Regions from separate parts of the Gossypium hirsutum genome. Here region 2 is linked to region 1. The links are chromatin contacts, called in public Hi-C maps. All regions are on one chromosome and are shown on one strand. The core of a region is the stretch at or near the end of the contact, and the rest is flanking DNA. Distances in the headings are between cores, read along the strand shown.

Evidence for each region. Hi-C and Micro-C count contacts between places; a contact is called where the count stands out from the background.
Region 2: a Hi-C map of leaf shows a contact between it and region 1, with 2.4 times the contacts expected there. The contact joins two enhancer-like sites. A contact is called at or near these places in 2 of 34 Hi-C or Micro-C datasets (both in leaf).

The regions. Positions count from the first base shown.
Region 1 is chrA12:97,945,084-97,949,402 of Gossypium_hirsutum_v2.1, forward strand. No RefSeq gene overlaps it. Among protein-coding and RNA genes, the nearest start is that of LOC107934263, 33 kb to the left of the region's middle. Within about 2 kb of position 2,563, at least 6 of the 9 cell types and tissues checked have an H3K27ac peak or open chromatin away from gene starts, as enhancers often do. A contact at or near this core is called in leaf, where this site is marked.
Region 2 is chrA12:98,157,242-98,161,781 of Gossypium_hirsutum_v2.1, forward strand. No RefSeq gene overlaps it. Among protein-coding and RNA genes, the nearest start is that of LOC121211032, 3.8 kb to the left of the region's middle. Within about 2 kb of position 2,465, at least 2 of the 9 cell types and tissues checked have an H3K27ac peak or open chromatin away from gene starts, as enhancers often do. A contact at or near this core is called in leaf, where this site is marked.

The DNA.
Region 1 (4,319 bases), core at 1,313-3,812:
TTGAAATGGTTGGACCTAATTAGTATATAAATGTGAGTTTGTGCAAGAAGATAGTATAAGGGAGAGAAAAGTGGTCTTAAATGGCCTATTTTCGTCCACACGGGCATGTGTCTAGGTTGTGTGTGACACACGACCTGCCATATGGGCATGTGTTAAGGTCGTGTGTCCCCTGCATCTTAAAAATGAGAAATAGAATGTCCAGGTTTAGACATACGGGCGTGTGGCTTGGCCGTGTGACACACGCGAGCTCCAACATGGCCGTATGATACGACCGTGTGAAGTCTGCACCTAAAATGTGAAATTTTAATTACCACATGGCCTAGCAACACGGACGTGTACTCAGGTCGTGTGACTTAAGTTTCTTCATGGATGCAAGTCAGAGAGGTACACGCCCAAGAAACACGGCCATGTGGGCTACACGGCTACACCACACGGACGTGTCCCATGTCACACGGGCGTGTGGCCCTTTTTACATGAAAATTTTTCTAAGTTTTCTAAAAAGTTTTCAAAATTCTCGGTTTAATCCTAAACCATTTCCAATACATGTTTCGAGCCTCGAAGGATCATAATAAGACAAAATATATGTTTTTGGAAAAGTTTTAAATTTGAATGGAAATTATTGTTTTGGTTTTGTTGAATGCTTGTATTTTAGTCCGGTAATGCCTCGTACCCTGTTCCAGCATCGAATGTGGGTAAGGGGTGTTACATAATAAGTTGATCTTTATGGGACGTTTTGTGCGTAATGGCCATGGGTTTTGATATGCAGCCTGTGACATTATACCCTGATCGGTTCCTAGTTTGATCAGTCGATTAAGTCTAATTCTAAAAGCAATGGTTTTGATAGATGAAATAACTTTTTCAATCATGTCAAGTTGAGCAAGCAAGCGGTAAAGTTCTAAAACAGAATTAACCATCGGCATCTCGACCTCGAGAGGGCGAATTTCGAGCATTATTGGTATTACTTGAAATTATAAGGAAAAAGAATAAAATATAAAAAAATAAAAAGAGAAATAATATAAAAGAAAATAAAAGAATTAAAAATATTTTTTAAGTCTATTAACTTAATTTTTTTAAACATATATAATATTTTGGTGTAAAATTGGTAATAAAATAATAGTTTAAGTACCAAATGTGATCAAAAAAAATGTTTAGATATTAAAATGAGAAAAAATTTAATTTTGGTACTAATTTATAAGTTAAGATTTTTTGAAATAGACTCAACAATTTAACTAACAATTTAATAAACGGAGATATCAACTTAAAAAAAATTTTAAGTAGAACTTGTAAAAAAAAAACCAAGAAGATGAAAAGAAAAGAAGGTATAGTTTAGGTTAAAGTGAAAATGTAGTTTAGGTTTAAGTGAAAATGTATTCATTGTACTTGTATAGCATATAGTTCAAATCCAAAATAGGTGGGAATTGTGTATACATACTTTGGTGAAAGGCCCAAAGCTGTAAGAGGTAACAAAATATATGCATCACAAGTTGAGGAGCACTTAAATATTTTTCATAATAGGCCCACTTAAATTTTAGCCCCAGATGGGTTGGATATCAATTCCCATCTCTATAACTTGTACCATTTTATTAAATTCCAATTCCAATACTGTTTTAACCTTTTTCTTTTCCCTCGAAAGTTGTTGTTTGGGTACATTTTACAACTTACTTTCATATCACTTTTTGATATCTCTTGACTTAAAAGGGTCCGTAACTTTTTCATTTTTGTGGAAATCCCCCAAAGAGAAAAAAATGGTGAGATCTGACTTAGGAAGCTCAAGTGTTTTTCGTCTTCATCAACAAAACACGCTACGAACATTCTAGAAATTCATCATAATACATAATAGTAGTAATTTATTTTAAAATTAATTGATGTTTTGATTAAAATGAAAATTTGAATCTTGTAATACTTTATAAAGATAAGTTATAAATTGTTTTGTTAAAATAATAGGATTTTAATCTTGATACTTAATTAAGAATCCATTATTTTAACTCTTTTTGAGTGAAAAGGAATTATTAGTTTAATTTAATTTAATTCTACTCGAATTTAAATTATTAAGATTTTTTGAAGAGTAAAGCAAGTTTTGAAATGTAACAAAGACAAAACTTATTTTTATCCTAAACCAAACAATAGCTTTCTTCTTCAATATTATAATCATACGACGTTGCTTTAACCACCAAAGCTCGGCCAAAAAGGCAACTATTTGGTACAAATATCCAAATCAAAAGGCTTAGCTTATTTTAATAATAAACAGTAATATATACAGAAAAAGCATGCTTGTTAGACTGTTAAACCGCCCACGCGGCCGACCAAAATTAATCTAATATTTTTAAGGGCTTTTTTAAAACCCCCAATTATCCCCATTAAATTAATACTACTGCTACTGTCAGTTGACTCTTTTTGCACCGAAAGATACAAAAGTTGCATACACTGCCTTTTTATCTCTTGTATACGTGTACCCTTTTTATAATAAAATAAAGCAAGAATTCTTCCACTCAACTCGACACGTGTCTTGATCTGTACACACCCTCAGAAAGGCCAAAACCAAAACGTGTCTATCGCCTGAATGATTCACAAGTGTCGAAAATCCATTGCCTTGTTTTCAACTTTGTCCAAGACGAAAGGCCCTTTTTAGAGGGTGGTGAGGACCCACTTTTAATTTTGTTGGAGCTGACGTGGATAGACGACGCGTTTTAAATTAAGCGAGGCTTAATTTTTAGATTTTGTGAAGCTGAGCTGGAATGATTGCAGAGCGTTTTAAAAATAAATATGTCCAATAGCAGCAGGCCACGTAAGAAAATGACTATAAACCTACTTTTTTTCCTTCTTCTTTCTTTTACATATACATTAGAAATTAGTGTATTCTTGCTTTTCCCTCTCTCTTTTTTGGATTTTTATTATATTTGATTTTAGAGTTTGGGTCAATATAATATACAAAGAATTGAATCATAGTCATGGAACCCAAAAAAGTAAAGGAAAGGCTTTGATTTTTTTATTTATAATCATATAAGCTTTGGGTCGAACTTATCGCTTAGGCTGTTTAATCAACCTTAATCTTTTATTTTAAGAAAAATTCGATTAAGCTAAATTGATTTCTTAATCGAATTAAAATCAGAATATAATACAATTTAAGACATTAAGGACTCATAGTTCCAAGATTGCCATCACTCATTTGCTAGCTTTATTATGTTTTAGTTCCAATTTTTGGTGTATGGAGTACAAGTAGTTTGTTTTAGTATTTTAGCTGTGTTATATATACTTATTATATAATCATAATTAAGTTATTGCAACATGCTAATTGAAAAAAAATTATTTTTTTCCTTTTAGATGATAACTTAAATTATAATAATTTTTTTTTATCTTTTCATATATTTATATAATTTTTAAATGAATTAACGACAAATTTATATATCCAAATATCAATCATGTGCTGATAATATTTATATGCAATTTTTTTATCACTCTACTTATAATAATTATTAAATAAATATTTTCACATAAAATATTTCTTCTGCTCGAATAAAATAATGTATTAGAAAAAGTTTAAAATGTTAATTCAATTAATTAAAAATAAACCTAAATTCATTTTAAAGTCAAATCAGATGTTATAGATTAAGAATGAATGGAAGTTGGGTTCCGTTATGAATGAAACCATATTTATGAAATCAAATTGGATTTTAATTGAAAAAAAAAACATGGTTTGCTCTAAAAAAGAAAGACAAGTATTTTCAATCTCTAAATATTACATGTGAATGAAGTAAATCTATTAATTAAGCGCAACCTTCATCTACCTCCACCCTTTTGCCCTTTTCTTATTTATTTATTTGGTTTTTTGTTTTTTGTAATCACCTTTTAGATTTTAGTTTTATTATATGAAATTTTTACCTTAGTGTGATTTCTTTACGATTGTAGAATATTATTAATTCATATTTGTGAGAAATTATATAAGAAAAAAACCTTTTCAAAAATAATCTAATTTAATTTTAACATTTAAAACTTCACTATAACTTATTTTTCAATTATAAAACAAATTGTTTTATACTTCTATATGGTATAGTTTAAATAATATTAAGACTAAAGACTAAATATGCAAAATATATAATGACAAAGTTGGAAATTTATTTTAGAATTATACATTTTAAAAGAGTTAAAGTATAATTTTATTATTATATTTAACTTATTATTTCGAAATTTTTAGAAGAATTAAACTAAAATTTTATTATCTTGAAAGGGACAAAGTGCAATTATAAGAGACTAAAATAAAATTATATCATTTTGGTAGAGGCCAAACCTTTTCCTACTCCATCAATGTCTAAGGTTGTTGC
Region 2 (4,540 bases), core at 1,215-3,714, 210 kb after region 1:
ACTCCAAAGTTTAAGCCTTTGAGAGGCATTAGACAGGGTTACCTGTTATCCCCTTATCTGTTTATGCTATGTATGAAATGGTTAGGACATGGTATTCAGTCAGCCATTTCTAGCAGCAAGTGGAGTCATATCAGATTATTTTGTTCAGGACTTAATTTATCCCACTTGTTCTTTGTAGACGACTTGGTTATTATTTCTAAGATGGATTTGAAGCATGCTTTGGCCCTTAGGGATATCCTTGAAAATTTTTGTGTATCTTTGATCATCGGGTTAATGCTCGGAAAACTATTATCTTTTTTTTTTCTAAAAGAGTGGACATTGATCTTGGTGATAGATTGAGCAACCTGTTTGGGTTTCAAAAGGTACATAACCTTGGTACCTATTTGGAGGTGTCGTTATTCCATGATAGAGTTACTTGCTCTAGTTTGAGGTTTGTGGTAGAGAAGGTACGAAGTAAACTAAATCAATGGGACGCTAAGTAGGTGTCACTAGCAGGTAGAATTACTCTTGCTTAAACTATTTTTCTTTTTATCCCTAACTATTTTACGCAGTCTATGCGGACTCCTAAAGGTATATATATGATGAAATTGAACACTTGGTAAGACAGTTTGTATAGGGTTCTTCTAATGGTGTAAGGAAGATGTCACTGGTTGAGTGGGATTCTATTTGCCAACCATGTTCTTGTGGTAGCCTCGAGTTTCGGTATCTAGAGGATCATAATTCCTCTTTTTTATTAAAGTTGGAATTTAATCTTGTATCCAAATATGATAAACTATGGGTTCAGGTTCTCCAAGAAAAATACTGGATAATGAAAAAGGCATCCAAAAATATAGCGCAAGGAAACTGTTTAGCTATCTGGAGAGTCATTGTTAAGGTATGGCCTTTATTGCGTGAAAACTTAGTTTGGTCTGCAGGAACTGGGAACTCTATACGTTGTTGGAAGGACCCTTGGATACCTAATTTAGGTCTTTTGATAAACTATGTACCTACTCATAATAACCTTATATCAAATAATTTGTTGCATGACATGGTAACTAGAGATGGGGTCTGGAATCTGAACTTGTTTAGAGTATGGTTGTCGAAGGATATTATTCAAAGAATTGTTAGTATTCCCCCTCCGTATTTCTTTGTAGGGGAAGATAGAATTAATTGGATTAGCACTTCCACTGGGGCTTTTATAGTGAAAAGCGTGTATAGATCACTTTGAGAGAGTTCTTGGCATACTAAAGATAGATGGTAAAAGGTTATTTGAAAGTTTTTGGGACCTCAACGTATTCAACTATTTTTATTGTTAGTCTTCAAACAACACTTTCTAACAAATATGGAGCGATTAAGGAGGAGTATCGCTCAACAGTTACGAAGGATACATATGAGATTACAATATATACAACATTAGAGGATAAGGCACATTCCAAGGGAGAGGAACCAAGTTGCAGATCGTATTGCAAAAATGACCACGACAATAAGTACAAATATGCAAGTGTTTGAAGACATTCTTGAAGATCTACCACTTGTTCTTGAAATTGATAGAATTGTCAATTTTTGATCATGTTAGCTTAATATAGTTAGTATGTTTTCCACACAAAAAATATTTCTTTTAAATTTATTTAATAATGAATATATGTGAAGTCGTAATAAAATTTTATTATAATACTATTAAACACATGTTCGATTCTTGAGTTGGTAATGTGTAATTCTTTTATTTAAAAATGATATAAAAGTATGAAAAAGACAAATGTATCATCATAATAATATTAATTATAATTTAAAAGAATAGGTGTTTTTTTAATTTCATGAATGAGTTGGTGACCAAATTAAAGGTGACACCTAGATAGATAATTATGTTATATTTCTTTAATTTCATTAATGAGTTGGTGGCCCAATTAAAGATCACAGAATATATTTTTGGTATAAGATAAAAAGATAATTTATTTTAGGTCGTATTTAATCAATTTATGACTAGCAACAACTAAACAATTTTCTATCACACTTGAAAATATGTGGTACCTAGTAATACGAATAATAAAGAAATAAAATAAAAAAAAAGTTGAATGATTCAACTTTGGAAAGAAAAGCTCACGTCCAAAGTATATTAAACTCAAATCTCTATCCTTTACAATGCTAACCTAATTCTAAGTAAAATAAAAAGGCTAAAGCAAAATTCAATTTTTAAACTACTAATGAAAATACAACTCTTAAATAAACTACCATAATCAATCAATCTAATTACAATATATATCTAATAAATAAATATAAAGCTTAGTTAAAATTTTAAATTATTTAACGAGTATTTAAACTTGTAAAAATAAGGACAAAGTTGAACGGACAACTTAGTTTATTTATATTATATTCATGTTCACTTTCTTATGTGTTAATTAAATAAATCATGTATGAATAATGTTTCTAATTCTAACGAAATGAGAGTTAGCTCAAAATACATGTGTTGTGTATAAGCCCAAATTAGGCCTCTTTTCTCATTCACACCACATGCTTTGCTATCCTGCACCATTCTTCACACACTCTTCCATTTGGTCCAGTCTTTTTAGATTTGGTTATATTGAACTTGAGTTTTAAATTTCTAGTCAAAATAAATTTTATTTTATGGTTTTTAAATATTATTCGATAAACTTTCAAAATATATTTTCTATAAAATTATATTTTCAAAGTAAATAAAATCCGACCATATCAATTCAAATCCTACTCCTACGAAATCAATTGCATGTGGTTTTCAATCTCATTTTCCAAGAAAAAAGACCGGCCTGCTTCACAAAGCCCAAAGTCATCACCTTTCCTCTACATTCTCAGATATTAAAAGTGGCAAGTGTAAGGTGTTTACTTTAGTGGGCATAGCAACACACTTTAAGCCAGCTGATCAACAAAATATACAATACCGCCATTAAACCAGCCCAGTTTGTTGCTCATTTGAAGGAATTAACTATTAAGCCACCTTTAAGCTTCAACACCAATGTCATCAAAATATTCATCCAAAATCTATTCAGCCTCTAACTAATGGAATGGAAGAACACCCTACACAGGTCACCAAGAAAGGGCAAATGGTGAAAAATTGCTCAAGAAAACTTTTATTTTTAACTTCTAAGTTTTTTACTTTTTTCTCTTTCTATGTTATATCAAATACTTACAAACTATTTATAGACTATTATCCTTAAAAAAATTGAAAATATTAAAATCTAATAATAGCCAACCAATGACTCTGGACCTTTCATTCTCCAAATAAAAAAAATTCTAAATTAAACCCATTAAAATCATATTTAACGTTTAATCAATAAAACTCCCCCGTAAACTTAAATGCTTCTCCCATCCTTCATGCTGATTAATTTCTTACAGTTGTCAAGTAGTGCCATCAATAGCGGTTTCGTGAAGATATCTACAACTTGGTCCTGGCTTACCACGTGCACTAATTTCACACTTCCTTCCTTTACATGATATCGGATGAAGTGAAAACGAATGTCAATATGTTTGCTTCTCTCATGATTCACTGGGTTCTTTGCTAACTCAATTACTGATTTATTCTCAACTGGTATCTCAGTCGCACCGAGTTGTTGTTGCTCCAACTCGTCTAACAAATTTCTGAGCCATATAGCATGACACACACACCAAGATGCTGCCACATATTCAGCTTCACATGTCGAGAGTGTCACAATTGGTTACTTCTTTGAAAGCCAAGTAAACACCGTGTTACCTATAAAGAACACATATCCCGATGTACTTTTTCAATCGTCTAAGTCTCCGTACCAATCACTATCAAAGTACCCAATGAAATTGTAATCTCTTACATTTGAATAGAATAACCCGAGTGACATTATTCCTTGGATGTAACATAGGATTCGCTTCAACACCTTCCAATGTGAATAAACCGGCTCCTTCATGAACCGACTTACAATGCCAACACTTAGCGAAAGATCAGACTTTGTACAAGTGAGATAGCTAAGACTTCCCACCAAACTTCAGTATTTGATCGCGTCAACTCGTTCTCCTCAATTGAATTTCGAGAGTTTTACACCTGGTTCCATTGATGTTGATACCGGTTTGCAATATACCATATTGTATTTCTTCAAAATTTCCTTTGCATATGTCTCCTATGACACAAAAATACCTGTCTCTTCTTGTCTTACCTCTAAACCAAGGAAAAACTTCATCAATCCAAAATCTGTCATCTTGAATTCCTTCATTTCTCTTCAAGAAAAGGGCATATTCATAGGGACATTGTTTGAACCCGTTCTCTTTGAAGTATGTATCAATACATATTCCATGCCCCTGGTGCTTGCTTCAACCCGTAAAGTGTCTTCTTCAATTTCAGCACCTTCTTCTCTTCTCCACTTTTCATGTACCCGGATGGTTGTTTGATGTAGACTTTTTTTTGAGCACACCATTCAAGAATACCGAGTTGACGTCCATTTGAAATATCGGTCATTTGAATTAAGCCACTTGTGAAAAGAGCAATCGGATTGTCTCCATTCTTGTAACGGGAGCAAACATCTCGTCATAATCGATTCCCTCATTTTGTTTGTATCCCTTTGCA